2 separate regions of the Danio rerio genome follow, and region 2 is linked to region 1. The links are chromatin contacts, called in public Hi-C maps. All regions are on one chromosome and are shown on one strand. Each heading gives the region's core, a stretch centred on a gene start, on an enhancer-like site or on the middle of the called end of the contact. The rest is flanking DNA. Distances are from core to core; before and after follow the strand shown.

Region 1 (3,666 bases), core at 672-3,171:
CTAGTGGTGGGGGCGAATGCCTTTGACAGATATCGTCATTTTAAATTTAACATAACCTTTAGTTTCGTTTTATTGACGAGCTACAAAAAAATGAAATGATTCAATCAGACTTATAAAATGTAAATACTGTCAGCTGACAGACAGAGGACAATGCACACAAGTCATCTGTGAGCAAATCAAGGTGAAGGCAGGAGCTGCTCAACTAGTGTATTTAACATTGAACTCCAATGTGTTATAAATGGGGTTGATTATGTTTTTACAATAATAAGTTCAATATAGAATGTTAAAAATGAAACTGGGTTAGTTAATATGATTAAAAGCAACATTTTCTAGTTTTGTTAGGCATTATCAAATAAATTAGCTAATTCCCCAATGGCAAATTTATTGTAATATGGTTTGGTATATATTCAGCCCACAGCCCTTAAGGAGTTTGGTTTTTGGCCCATTGTAGAAAAAACTTTGGGCCTCCCTGGCCTAAATTGTTGTTTTTAAAAGACAGATAAATAAAAAGTATTCAGAACATTAAGAAAAAAAGTTTTAAATATGTGAAGTAAATAATTTAATATTGACATTTCGAATCAGTTTAAACTGTTGTGTACTCAAATATGAATATGTATTGTTTTTCTTTTTAACAGCTGCCGTGCTTCCTTTTAAGAGCTTTATCATGAACAATTTTTCAGAGGGGCTAAAGCGTAGTTAAACAAACCTGGTCACGTGAGCGTTTACGTCAGTCACATAAAAAATGTCACATGAAATCAAAACAATATGTGCGTTCATTTATAGCGGACACTGTATAAAATCAATCAGCCCTTTGTTGGACTCTTTAAACTTTTTGTAATGGCTGGGATTAAATTGGTTAACCGTTAATTTCAAAAGCGCCTGCCACAAATGTTTGGCCCTAGTCAAGCCTACAAAGCCAATGATCGTGATGCCATGATACACTCGAATTAATCACACAACGAACCATCTAGAAATGGTCAGAGAGATATAAACAAAACAAACCAGCTTGGCCATGAAAACAGTTAGTCGTTTTTCACGATTAAAGGTTGTATCAAACTAGCGTACAGGCCGCAGACTCAAACGTCGGATAGATTTTGAGGCCATGCGGCTTTTAAACAGACATTGCACATAAACAACTAGTTTACAGGTTTCATATAAGCTGATAGACACTATAGTTTGTGTCACGATGATGTAAAAAGTTAAAAGCTGGTTTTAATTGAGGTTTGCCGGTTGCCGATATGCGGGAAATAAACAACGAACGAGCTAAACAGGAAAAGGCGTCGGCTGTGTGTCAAACAACGCTTCACATTCTAACTTACATGTTCAGTTGTCAAACCACTATTGCTATACATTATCTTAATATGTATACATTTAGTAAATGTAAAAGATTACAACACGAGGAGCAGCGGTTGTGTCTCAAAACCTACTGAGAAACCAGCCCTAGAGGCATTTCTGAGCCGACGCAATGCTAAGAATGCTGTCTAGGAAGGAAGCGCACTAGGATTTGAGACGCAACCTGCGTGTCAAAGCCAACCGATCAAAGCGATTACACAGCTCACATCTTTAAACATATTCACAGCCTACCTGCTGATCTAGACCGTGTGAACCGTCGACGACCACATGACTCATAACTAAAGAGAATAAGTGAGGATTACTCCTTTAATTCTGAAAAGCTGTTTCTTTGTTGTCTAAAGGATTTCAGCCAAGTCTGCTTTTATAACGACGTCACTTGCTCTTTTGTAGTCCTGTCCTTCTCCGGGGGCTTTTTGTGCCAAGACAGCCGTAGGAAAACACAAGGAAATGTCAGTGTGTAGGTTATCCTTCTTGAGACCTTGTAATGACCCAAAAAAAAGTCCGAAATTTGAAGTTTCTTTCGGGATGTGTCTGTATTCTGCCCGCTGTGCTGATGGCAGCCCAGAGTGTGCTGTGGCTCTTGGCTTCAGGCTAAATGCCATTGGATCAGCGAGCGGAGGAAAGACGTCACGGCGCTTGAAGTATCGCGATACTCGCCTCGGCACGCCATGTTAAAAAAGCATGTTTTTTTAAATGTTCCGAGCTTTGATAAACGTTCGTGTTGTACTAACGTGTCGATTATAACAAAGGATTTTCACTTTCATTAGTAGTACATTTCATATAAATAACTTGCTACTGACACCTTTGATTTTTCAAAAGCAAATACATTTTATTTACTCCTAATAGTATGAGACACATTTTAAAAGGGTTTATTATGTTATATTATAATATATATATAAACATTTTGATTAAAAAATAGTAAATTTGGAGAACAATTGTAAAATTTGTTCAAAAGTATAAAGTGTCTACTTCTTACATAAAAATATTTTATTCACAAGTGCAATGTTTTGGAAATATATTATTGTCCTCCAAAAGCAGAGAACCCTGGTAAATTAAGGTCTCCATAATAAATTGATAAAGATAAAACAATTGAATAAAGCCAGGAAGCTATTGCATTTTTTAAAATCACTATATGTTTTAAGACCGAGTAGTTCTACTTACATTTAGGCTACTTATAATATTTTATTGTTTAAAGGGAGACTTAGAAAATGTATATATACATTATACAATATACACTTGTTCCAGATGTTTTATTAAATCATTTACCACAAATTTATTAATCAATTCTATTCAATTATTTTCAAATGCATTCTGTCAATGAATGTACACAACTTGATGGTTTGGCTCAAATTAGGTAAATCACAAAGAACTGTGTTTTGTTTTTTTTAGGCCTTTATAATACAATATCTTTGAATTTATTCAAGGTTACTAAAAATTACTACCACATAATTCTATTTAACAGTTTTTAAAAAGAGAATATGTTTAAGATTTCATTCATTTTCCTTCGGCTTAGCCCCTTTGTTTAGTCCCTTTATATCAGGCGTCGCCACAGCGGAATGAACTGCCAACTTATCATAAGTTTTACACAGTGGATGCCCTTCCAGCTACATCCCAGTACTGGGAAACGCTCATACACTCTTATGTTCACACATACACAAAGGCTAAATTAGTTAATTCAATTCACTTATAGCACATGTCTTTGGACTGTGGGGGAAACTCTACACAGAAATGCCAACTGCCCAAGCCAGGACTCAAACCAGCGTCCTTCTTGCTGTGAGGCAACTGTGCTAAGCACTGAGCCACCACACAGCCCTATGATGAAGAAGACAGTAATGAAATAATCATGGTCCAACTAATTATTACAAAGCTCTTTTTCTTTCTTTTTGAGGGAGAGTGGCAAAGTATAAAGATTTAAAATGGCAATTAATTTTAGAGCTGCACTGGACCTTCAATAGTCTTTTAGAATTCCATCAAATTATCTCTTTTTTTGTTTTTTTTATTTGCTGTTAATGTGATAGCCCAAATGACTGCAAATCATGGCTTCAAAAAGTCTTTTTGTTGTTGTTTTATTAAAGAGCAAAATGTAAACAAACACACACATACAGATGGCCAGTTGAAGTCACAATTATTAGCCCTTTTGTGAATTTTTGTTTTCTTTTTTTTTTTTATATTTCCCAAATGATGATTTAAACAGAGCAAGGGATTTTTCACAGTATTTGCTATAATATTTTCCTCTGCAGAAACTCTTATTTGTTTTATTTCAGCTAGAATAAAAGCAGGTTTTCTACCCATTTAAGGTCATTATTTGCGCTC
Region 2 (3,666 bases), core at 744-3,243, 48 kb before region 1:
TTGCCGTCGACCATTCAGCCAAAAGGACGCCAGGTGAATAGAGCATCCATCACTCTTTCCCTCTGTTGACTAGTGCTTTTCCATGATGCTTTTGTGACTGAAAATGTTAGTGATAGTCACTGCTATTAACATCCAGCTTCAAACATTTCATTCACTAACACCATTCCCCAATCTTTACTCTGTGTAATTGTTGGTAGTTGTAATCGTAGTATTAGATATTTAGCTAAAGATATCTAAATATGAAAAAGTGTTCACCAAAAAGCCATTTTTGCTTCTTTTACAATGCAAACCAACACAAAGGCTTGCTTATGTTTTCCCCCTTTTTCCTTTTCTTTTTTTTTGGAGTGAGCAACACCACAAAACAGAGTAACCTAATCTCATTTAAACCAAGCTCAAAGTTAAAGCATGGATCAAGTATTCCACGGGGGTGCATCTGTCCTGTAAAATATTTCAGGGCAAAAGTGGTGTGTTTTTCCTTTCACATCTTGTCTAGATCAGTGGTTCTCAATTGGTTTGGCCATGGGACCTACATTTTTACATGGTCATCATGCCGCGACCCAAATGTTTAGGAACTAAAATATAATTATAGGAATTATAATTCATTTGTATTTATTTGTTAATTTACACAAGTAGTGACAGATAAATCAAAATGTATCAAATTATAGTAATATTTCAGAGTAAAAACGTCAAATACTGTAAACAGTGGATAGTGTAAGGAAAAGTTCAGTTACCATTAACTAAACTGAACTGTTAATAAAGCATTAACACTAATCGTATTGAGCAGAACAAACCAGCAAATTAAAGTAAAATGATTAAAATGATCATAACCATTTTTATAATAATCACCAGTTATTTGCTCTTCTGCTATTGTATTGGCTTTCTTGGCCTTTGCTACATGGTGAGTACAGTAAGATGCTCGGAGTGCCTGTACTTGTTTTGAACATGAAGATGTTAGGCACTTTTGTGATGCCTTCAGCTTTTGGAGTCATCTTTAAAAATAGTCCAGAGGTTTGTCCTTGCAACTGGGATGATTGGTTTCTAAATGTCATTTTAATTTAGAAGGTTTCATGCTCTCTTGTGAGAGCACCTCACTACATATGACACACTGAGGTTTTAAGCCTTTTTTGTCATCAATATATGTAAATCCATACTTTACATATTCAGTGTCGTACTTCGACATATTTGTTGCTATAATTTAACGAAATTTTTCATGTCAAACGGTACGTTTGTCGCACGTGCATTTCAAACTAAAAGTCCGATATAAGCAAAATTAGTTTAAAATTAAACTTTTGTTGTTTTTTTAATCACACACTCTGCAACCCACTAAAAAAGTTCCAGGTCACGGCCCACCAGTTGAGAAACACTGCTCTAGATTATCCTGCGAATTATCAAATGTACACATTTATCGTGTATGGCCATACAGCCAAAGCGCTTCTCAATCATGAGGGGGTCTCTCCACACCACCAGCAGTGTGCAGCATCCACTTGGATGACGTGACGGCTGCCACAGGACAATGGCGCCAGTGCGTTCACCACACTCCAGCTATTGGTGGAGTGGAGAGGCAGTGATAGAGCCAATTCAGTGGTATAAAGTTATAACGTTTTTTCATATTTAAGTTTTTTCTTATAGGGATAATTCACCCAAAAATTTAATTTTAATATATAAATGACTAAACTTTTACTTTTCAAACTTTTGAGTTGTTTTTTTTTTTGCTGTTAAACACAAAAGAAAATATTTTGAAGAATGCTGAAGACATGTAACCATTGACTTCCATATTGTTTTCCCTACTGTGGAAGTCTTTGATTACAGGTTTCAGCTTTCTTTAAAGTATTGTCTTCTGTGTTTTACAGAAGATAGGAAAGGTTTAAAGCCACTTGAGGATGAGTAAATACTGAGTACATTTTAATTTTTGGGTGAACTATTCCTTTATCACTGAGAAATAGAAAGAGAGACAGGCGGTCAGCAGAGGGCGCCATATGCCAGCACTAGTCTGTCTGTGTTGTCTGAAATGCGTCACTGAGTGCTATAAAAGATCTACTCGGTTACAACTGATAATATCAGCGTGATGTGACTGACATCTCCACCTGGCTTTGTTCCTTATTATCATCAACCCATAACTATCCCAAACGTAGGCTTCGTAGTTGCATTCTCCATCTCACCAACCCCTGGTCACAGTGCCGTACTAATGCCGCCACAGTGCTGTGATGTTGCATGATGTTTGTAATACTCTCATGCCCTAGATCTCCAGACCTCCAATCAAGGATAAATTTTCCATCAAGGTAAGATTTTAAAGAATGAGCCCAATCCACTGCTCTGAAAAACAAAAACTGTTGTGTAATCATTTAAGTCCAAATGTAGCAAGGGACTCAAAACAACTACGTCATCGTTCTTGAAAAATATAACGTTAGGCTTGATCCAATACTTTATACTTAAATGCCCCTTTAGGTCAATCTAATGTATCTTTATTTAACGCGGGAATCACACACCACTGTTCCCTCAGACTATAGGCCAGCGAGGTCTTCGTCACATAACTCACACTCATACACACCTTCATGCATCATCTGTATTTGCCACTGCACTCAGGTTTCATACCGTTCAAGCATGCCTCTCATCGCAGCTATAACCTGATCTTGTACCCTGACCTCCAGTGGTACCTTGAACTCTTCTTATACCCTGAACTCCTCTATCTAACAGTCCTTTCCTTTGCTATGTCTGCTTTCATAGGGCTTTTCTGACTTCTGTTGATGATGTCTCTTCTCAGATTTATGTACGAGCACAGTTCGAGTATGACCCGGTAAAAGATGACCTCATCCCCTGTAAAGAGGCCGGGATTCGCTTCAGAGTGGGTGACATAATCCAGATTATCAACAAAGATGACCATAACTGGTGGCAGGGCAAGCTGGAGAACACCAAGAATGGCACAGCGGGGCTCATTCCCTCCCCAGAACTCCAGGAGTGGTGAGTTTGATCCTGTCCTAGAGCAGAATGACCACTTGAATCATTTCTTTCATTTGTACGATGGAAGCCAGAAGATTGTGATTGGCTGCTCCTGTTGGAGGAGGGACAGAAGATGCAGTTGAATGCAAGTCGCTCTCAGTATGATTTAAAAGCACTTAATGATGCACTGCCATCAAGGCCGACAGTTATGCTGCGCACTCACCACATGTTTCTTTTGTTTGTTTTGTTCTAGGCGGGTGGCCTGTATAGCCATGGAGAAAACAAAGCAAGAACAGCAGGCGAGCTGTACTTGGTTTGGCAAGAAAAAAAAGCAGTACAAAGACAAATACCTAGCAAAGCACAACGCAGGTAGAGTTTAAAATGGGGTTTCCTCTTCTTCTCTCTTCAAACAAACATAAAAAACTACATGCTGGTCAATCAGCTCTTCCTTATTAGTAATCTTTAATGTGACCCATAAAAAAAGAGTAAAGGCCCAATCACACCGAGAATGATAGCTATAACAATAACTCAGACTAGCACATAAACAAAGAGTGCATATATGCATTCGCAGTACAGTTTTGACAGATGACGCTATCATTAAAATGAATGATTTCTGACTGATTTTCAATGCTTTTATTACTCTTCAGCTAGTATTGTTTTAAAGTGATTATCAAATCATATTTTAATAAAGATGTGCTGAAGAAGTTTTATCATAGAATTTGATCAGTT

What was found. Hi-C and Micro-C count contacts between places; a contact is called where the count stands out from the background.
Region 2: a contact with region 1 is called in a Hi-C map of an unstated tissue, with 4 times the contacts expected there. The contact joins the enhancer-like site here to the promoter of ddx3xa in region 1. A contact is called at or near these places in 2 of 18 Hi-C or Micro-C datasets (caudal fin and an unstated tissue).

The regions. Positions count from the first base shown.
Region 1 is chr9:35,022,869-35,026,534 of GRCz12tu, reverse strand. It overlaps ddx3xa (DEAD-box helicase 3 X-linked a), which reads right to left and starts at 1,921. Exons shown (of 18, transcript NM_001126423.1): 1 at 1,585-1,921. The coding sequence starts at 1,629.
Region 2 is chr9:35,070,973-35,074,638 of GRCz12tu, reverse strand. It overlaps caska (calcium/calmodulin-dependent serine protein kinase a), which reads left to right. Exons shown (of 26, transcript NM_001423569.1): 19 at 1-33; 20 at 2,762-2,958; 21 at 3,191-3,306. Among named protein-coding and RNA genes, the nearest start is that of nyx, 26 kb to the right of the region's middle. Within about 2 kb of position 1,993, at least 4 of the 62 cell types and tissues checked have an H3K27ac peak or open chromatin away from gene starts, as enhancers often do.